Regions from separate parts of the Sus scrofa genome. Here region 1 is linked to region 2. A link is a contact called in public HiChIP or PLAC-seq data. All regions are on one chromosome and are shown on one strand. The core of a region is the stretch at or near the end of the contact, and the rest is flanking DNA. Distances in the headings are between cores, read along the strand shown.

Region 1 (3,589 bases), core at 535-3,034, 140 kb after region 2:
CATGTGGCATTGGTGGTTGCACCTGGCAGCTGAGGAACGCTTTGCAATATCAATTCATATTATTCTTTTTTTTTTTTTTTTTTTTTTTTTTTGTCTTTTTGCCATTTCTTGGGCCGCTCCCACGGCATATGGAGGTTCCCAGGCTAGGGGTGGAATCAGAGCTGTAGCCGCTGGCCTATGTGGGATCCAAGCCATGTCTGTGACCTACACCACACCTCACGGCAACGCCGGATCCTTAACCCACTGAGTGAGGCCAGGGATCGAACCCACAACCTCATGGTTCCGCATCGGATTCGTTAAGCACTAAGCCACAACAGGAACTCCCGATTCATATTACTCTTAAATGTGTGCAGACTTATGTCTAGATATAGCAAGAAAAAGTGATATTGACTGGGTATACTGGTAACTAGATGAATTAGAATCAGAAAAGTGTGAATAGTTTTGTCTTTATCAAAACATCGAATAAGATTTAATTAATTTTTCAAAAGTTATGGTTTAGCTTGGCTTAAGTGATTTTTATTTAAAATTTAATATTCATTAATTACATTGACATTTTGCCTTTCAATTTCATGAGATAATTTTAAATACTTTAGAAGAAAAATAACTATTTTGAAGAGCATCAATTTACTTTTTAAATTTTTATACTTACTCCAATTTATCTTTGATTAAAAATACATTCAATTTTTATATACCTTGAATATAATGACAGTTTATTGTGCGACTCTTTAGATCACTGAGAATATGAGATCACAGTAGAAACAGAAAAGAAAGCCGAGCTCAGGGAAAAGAGAAAAATTGAAAAGAATAGAAAAATCAGTAAGGAGGGGAAATGTTACACTTTAAAAAACTGAAAACACTGAAAGAAAGGCGATTTCTATTGAGCATGACCTACATACGATTTGAACTAGGATATTACAAATTCCTGATTTAATAAAGATGCAAGACTTAATTACTGATCAAAACAATGAAAATCAGGGAGGAAAAGATTCCCACCAAATGTGCACGCTAAACTTGACACTTTGCTAATAACTTTCAATCATATAAAACTCTGTGGCTTTACACATTTTTTAAATTTTGTCATTCGAAAAGCGTATTTGTCAAGCCAGGAAGCTAGAACATGTTTTATTTAACAGTGAACTTGTTTCAATATTAAGATTCCTGGTATGTGGATCCATGATAGCCCCTACACCAGGTCCTGTAAGGCTGGAGGCAGGCCTGTGTACGAGCCTAAAGGGGAATCGGTGTGTCTCAGTGGTGAGACGGTGGACTCTCAAGTTCAAACCACAGCTTCACCGCTTATGAGATGAGTTAGTTCACTACTGGGAGCTTCAGTTTCTACATCTGTACTATGGACACAATAAAGCCTACCTCATATTATAACCTAGCTCCATGATGTAAATTCCCCTTTTGTAGTCTTTAATTCTTTCTTTATATTTCCCATCTGCCTTTTACAATCTCATTTAGCCCACACCAAAGCAACAGTGGTTTCAGCTGTGCACTTGATTTGCACAAATGACTCTGCTGCTCCCTGAGATTCAGCTGGGACAAAGAACATAGCATGGTGGCCCTGGAAACCTCATTAATCTTGGCCTCACCAAGGATACCAAGGAGCTGGCTCCCGGGTTTATCACATTATGCATCCCCAAGAATTCTTCCTGGGAATATAAAACGAAGAAATGGGAACAAGGCTCCATTCCTGGTTTTTGGCAAATCCAGGGGCTCCGTAAGCCCAGCACAGGGTTTTGCTGTGCTGGCAATTTGCATTCTCCTTCAGCTAAAATCCAGCTGGATACCTGAGCCCCTCGACCTTTACTGAGGTATGGCATGGCAGCATTGACACTGAAAGACGAACACCAAGAGTGCCAAGGCAGTTACAGGTCAAAAGGACGGGACTTAGAACAACACGAAGCAATGGAGTGCAAGACAGCCCTTCCTGAGTGTGTGAAGACCCAGCCGTCCTTTCCAACAGGTGGCTGGCCCAGCAGGTGAGACCCTCTGAAAGGGACCTGTTTAAATTTCAGTCTCTCTGAGGGGCTCCGCCACCTTCCAGAGCATCAGCGCGCTCTACTGGCTTTGCACAAGGAGTCAATTGAAGGGAACAGCGATTTCAGCCGTGTGCCTAGAAGCAGCCTGCTGGAAGGCTACAAAATAAGATGTGGCCGCCAAGCTCTGGAAAGGACACTTGTGAGAGTGAACGTGCTATGCACCATTTTACTGGGTCCACAAGCGTAAACCAGGACTGTCCGGGGAAAGCGGGGCCTCACTGTCACCCCGGTCACAGACTGCTGGGTCACCCCAGTAAGGACAAGGGGGTTCATGGCTCCTCCTCCCCCAACCATCCATCCAGCCGTCTTTGGTCTGGGTTTGGCTCATAGAAGACTGAGCAATAAGGCAGAAGACGTCAGGGGACCTGGGTCTTGAACTCTGCAAGTGGCCTCTAAAGTGGGCTTGGGGGACATTTCCCTACAGGGACAAAGAGGATACCCACCAACACTGAGGAGATAACAGGCAGTGCGAAAATATCGCACACTCCACAGAAAGCATGACTCTGCCTGCTCTCAACCCCCTCTCAAGTGTGCGTTGTCTGAAACACCTTAGCCCACACGAGGCACGTGGTCTCCTACGCTGTGATGTCTCATAAAAATAGCAAACAGAGCTATGTGACCTTGATTCTTTTTTAAGCAACTTTATTATCTTTATCTATAAAGTTAAAAAACCTCATGACCTTTCCAGTGCTACCATTTTTGACCTGGACCTGGGAGAAATTTGCACCCTAGCTAATAACAAGGGCTCGGCCTATTGACCACGACATACCAGCCACTGTTTTCAGCCCGCTCCCTCTATTTCCTCATTTCAGCTCTCCAGCTCCCTAGCTCCCCAGTGAAGTAGATTCTGTAGTGATCTCATTCAGCAGATGGAAAAGCCGAGGCCAGAGAGGCTACATTGACTTGCCTGGAATTAGACTGCCCAAGTCAAGATAAGGCAGAGCCTCCTCTCAAGTTCAAGGTCAGTGTTAATTTCAGTTTGGTAAATACTAAATGCTCTCATCAGAAACCAGCAATAGCCAACCCTTACATAAGAATCAGGCATTGCCCTCAGCGCATAGCATATATTAACTCATTTCATGCTCATTACATCCAAGAAATAGAAATTATTAACACCTTGTTTAGACAAGACGACACTGAATCATAGGAAGCTAAGGAACTGCCCAAGGTTCCCGCTAGTAAGAGCTAGGATCTGAATCCAGGCAGCCAGGCTCCAGAGTCTGTGTTACCAGCCCCATTACACTAACTCCACCTGGACATTTTGTGATCATAGAAGAGGGATGACTAATCTGGGGCAAGGATTGGGGTGGGACTCCTGGGGAAGATGTCAAAGACTTAGCCTGCGTTAGACAAGTAGAGCAAGGAATGGCATTCTACACTCAAGGAACAGCATGGGCAAAGGCACAGAGGTGTGAAGAATAAGGGCATTCAAAGAAATGCACGCAAGGCTAGAGTGAAGGGTGATAAAGGATGGGAAAATTCCTTAGAGATGATGACATGTTTCCTCTTCTATTCTTTTCAGCTTTTCTGAATGCCTGCAATTA
Region 2 (3,800 bases), core at 710-3,209:
CAGGACAGGGATAGGGTAGGAGGGAGAACGTGGGTTCACCCAACAGGGTCCTGAATTTTGCCTGTTTTCTCAGCGTCATCATGAATAGCATCACCTCTTACTCTCGGTTGTGTCCTTTCTTGGAAAATAAAATACTCATCCTGGTTCTCAAAAACCCACAAGATGCACTGAGTTGCCAGCCAACACCCCCTTCATCCAAGACATCCACACTGGCTTCTACAAATGTACAACCTCCACGTGGCTGAAAACTGGCAGCTACCATCAGAATAATGATGGACAACTAAGAGGAATTTTCCTAAAATCAAACCACCTAAAGGGGGAGGCCATCAGATTTTTAGCCCCTACCCCATAACGCCGTGGCTTAGGTCACCCCCAGGCAGAGAGAGATAGGAGGTCACAGGGTATTCTGCAGATGACCTTGGGGGTAGGTCAAGGAATACACCTGTGATAGGCCACCACCACCATCTATTAACCACCCCCCAAGGTGTATTTTTATTGAAGTACCATTACAAAGCTACACACAATGGCATTTTTTTTGCTTTTTAGGGCCACATCCACAACATATGGAAGTTCCCAGGCAAGGGGTCGAATTGGAGCTACAGCAGCCAGCCTACACCACAGCTGCAGCAACATGGGGTCCAAGCTGCATCTGCGTTCTACACCACAGCTCAGGACAATGTCAGATGGTTAACCCACTGAGCAAGGCCAGGGATCAAACTGGCAACCTCATGGTCACTAGTCGGATTTGCTTCCGCTGCACCACAAAAGGAACGCCCAACAATGGGAAAATTTTTAAAGAAGCAGGTTTTTAAAAATTGACAGAATTTGAATCTCTTCTTCCCAAAAGGGATTACGCTCTTCATCCCTCAGGGAGCACATCTCCTTTCTCAAGATCACTACCTAAAGGATCCATACGGGAAGGTCTAAGCATCTGCAGAATTCAAAATACAAGTGGTAGATGCCTTATATCCACACCAGGCCCTGGTCTCCATGCTGAAGATTTAACAACTCAGCCCCAGCAGGTGTTCAGCAAACACCTGCTGATGGAGCGTAGCCTGAGAGTGTAAAAGGGACAGGCAGAGCTATAGCTTTTGTCCCTGTCCCTTTCAATAAAAACATCCACAGTAAGAGGCTGTGGGTTGGCAGAAGTCTCCCAGAACTGGGAGGGGCCGTTCCTGACACCTACAGAAAACCTATGGACTCCAAAAATCATACCTTGAAATTCGGGTTGAACAAGACCTTATTAGAAGGTTTAACTGGTAATAGCAATACAAATGAAATTTAAAAGTCATAGCAATAGTACACCCGAAACTAACACAACACTGTTAATCAACTGTGCTTCAATTTTTATTTTTTATACTTCAATTTTTAAAATCTTTTAAAAGCTCACCTTAATACTCTAACAGTTGTGATTATAATAAACGCATATAATTTTCCATAAGCATCAACATATTCATTAAATTAACGATTCCAATTTAAATGGAGAACAGGAGGCGTTCCTGTCGTGGCTCAGTGGTTAACGAATCTGACTAGGAACCATGAGGTTGCGGGTTTGATCCCTGGCCTTGCTCAGTGGGTTAAGGATCCGGCGTTGCCATGGGCTATGGTGTAGGTCATAGATGCGGCTCGGATCCCGAGTTGCTGTGGCTGTGGTGTAGGCCGCAGCTACAGCTCCGATTCGACCCCTAGCCTGAAACCTCCACATGCTGCCGGTGATGCCCTAGAAAAAGGCAAAAAGACCAAAAGAATAAATAAACAAACATAAAAATAAATGGAGGAACAAATTTTGAAAAATAGCAATAAACAATCAAAGATTGTGCAAAATGTCTGCTTTTAACGTGGTACAGGGGCTTCAGGCTGCCGGCTGCAATCTCTGTCCATGGGGTAAGGAAAACCTGGTCGCATTTTCCAAGCCCGCCCACCATGGCCACATGGGGGCGCGCGAGTCAACACCTTGGTCTGGGCTTCCCGCGGGCTTCCTCTCGGTAAAGTAAGAAACCACTTTGGAGCAGGAGGAGGACGTCGGTGAGCAGGGAAGCGCTACAGCATGATTTTTGCTTGGCCCGCTGCCGCGGAGGCAGTGACTCAGGCCGACTGCCCCGGGTGTTTCAGAACTGTGTGGGTGCCAGCCCAAAAGGCTTCCCCTCACTTCCTAAGCACTTTCCCAGCACCGTGGCCTGGGGCACTGGTTACTGTTATTACACCCAGGGAGGGGGGCGGGATGGGGTGGAGGAGAATTAATAAAATTTAAGGGAAAATAATCACCTAACCTGCCAAGGGGTGAGAGGGGAAACAAATGAATACACGCCTCCCTCTCTCCCTCCCCCACCCCAAAGGCGAGCCCTAGAGGGCGGGGGCTGGGAGTGGGGGTGTGGAACAACACAGACTGTTCTCCAGTATGTCACATGGTGTCCTTGGCGTGACAGGCATGCGCGCCCTAGGTGCCTGCCAGCTCTGCTCAGAGGAGAGAATCCAGCCTGAGATGCAGGACAGCAGACTGGCTCCCAAACAGTGCAGTGCCAAGCTTCTGGAACGGAAGGTCCCCCACACCCACAGGCGGCAGCATCTTCACCACGCATACCACCTAGGTCCACATCGCCAGGATAGGCCAGTGGCCCCAACACCCAGCATCACCAGACACAGAAAGGCGTGGGCAAGCCTGCACCCCAGGGCTCCCGGGCACAGGCATGGTGATGTTACAGATCACTATGGAGTCCAATGGCACTGATCCAGCAGCTACATTAGGAGAAGTGATTTAAATCCCCAAACTCCTACCACAGAAAATTCAGTGGAGCTGTGGTTTTATTTGAAGATTTTGAAAAAGAGAAACATTTTTATTTTGTTTAAACATGGAGTAATATGCACATTTTAAAGCATTAATACTGTTCTTATTTTTAAGACCAAACAATATTTCATAAGAGTTCCTAGCTTAAGGGAAGCTGCGGGAGGGGAGGTATTTGTTCCCCTGAACTCGCTTATCTATAATGAATGCAACAGTTCTGAGTTAATAGTCAAAAAGCAGAGACTCATGCAAAAATAAAATACATATACTCTTAACAATTTTAACTGACAGCATCCATCCACACTTTAAACACTTATCTGAAAATACAAACCCCTACTGGCCAGTACCAAGGCTGAGGACTTTTCTCAAAAGGATGCTCCCTGTTTTGTGTTCTGCACCGTCTCTCCCAGATGATGGATTACCTACCATTTCTAATCTTGATTTCTTTATAGAGGAGCAAGAACTTAAAAGATATTTATGAGCAAATATGAGTCGAGAATCTTTGCAGAGCTTTATTATCTGCCCCCCCCCCTTTCAGGATTCTATTGTTTTCCCCTCATGCATAATTCAAAAGCAATTTTATTAGCAATTTACCTTCCATGACTCTTTCCAAGACATTCAACTTAGTTTTCATAGAAACATTTTCTTTTTGTGCTCCTATTTCAGTAGGTTAAATGAGATTGAATCCAAATTATATAATTACAAGAAGAACAACAAACCTAAGTGACTTACTAAATACACGACTAAAATGATAGAGACAGGAGTTCCCGTAGTGGCTCAGTGGTTAACGAATCCGACTAGGAATCATGAGGTTGCAGGTTCGATCCCTGGCCTCCCTCAGTGGGTTAAGGATCTGGCGTTGCCGTGAGCTGTGGTATAGGTCACAGAAGTGGCTCAGATCCCGTGCTGCTGTGGCTCTGGTGTAGGCCAGCGACTACAGCTCCGATTAGACCCCTAGCCTGGGAACCTCCATCTGTCGCGGGTACGGCCCTAAAAAAGGCAAAAAAGACCAAAAAAA

What was found. HiChIP or PLAC-seq counts read pairs in DNA pulled down with a chosen protein or histone mark.
Region 1: a contact with region 2 is called in an H3K27ac HiChIP or PLAC-seq map of skeletal muscle. The contact joins two enhancer-like sites. A contact is called at or near these places in 1 of 47 Hi-C or Micro-C datasets (epiblast stem cells) and 1 of 2 datasets of contacts at active chromatin or transcription factors (skeletal muscle).

The regions. Positions count from the first base shown.
Region 1 is chr3:94,712,702-94,716,290 of Sscrofa11.1, forward strand. All of the region lies in intron 2 of PRKCE (protein kinase C epsilon type), which reads right to left. Among named protein-coding and RNA genes, the nearest start is that of PRKCE, 150 kb to the right of the region's middle. Within about 2 kb of position 1,785, at least 1 of the 83 cell types and tissues checked has an H3K27ac peak or open chromatin away from gene starts, as enhancers often do. A contact at or near this core is called in skeletal muscle, where this site is marked.
Region 2 is chr3:94,576,197-94,579,996 of Sscrofa11.1, forward strand. The region is part of intron 3 of PRKCE (protein kinase C epsilon type); the gene reads right to left. Among named protein-coding and RNA genes, the nearest start is that of PRKCE, 290 kb to the right of the region's middle. Within about 2 kb of position 1,960, at least 46 of the 83 cell types and tissues checked have an H3K27ac peak or open chromatin away from gene starts, as enhancers often do. A contact at or near this core is called in skeletal muscle, where this site is marked.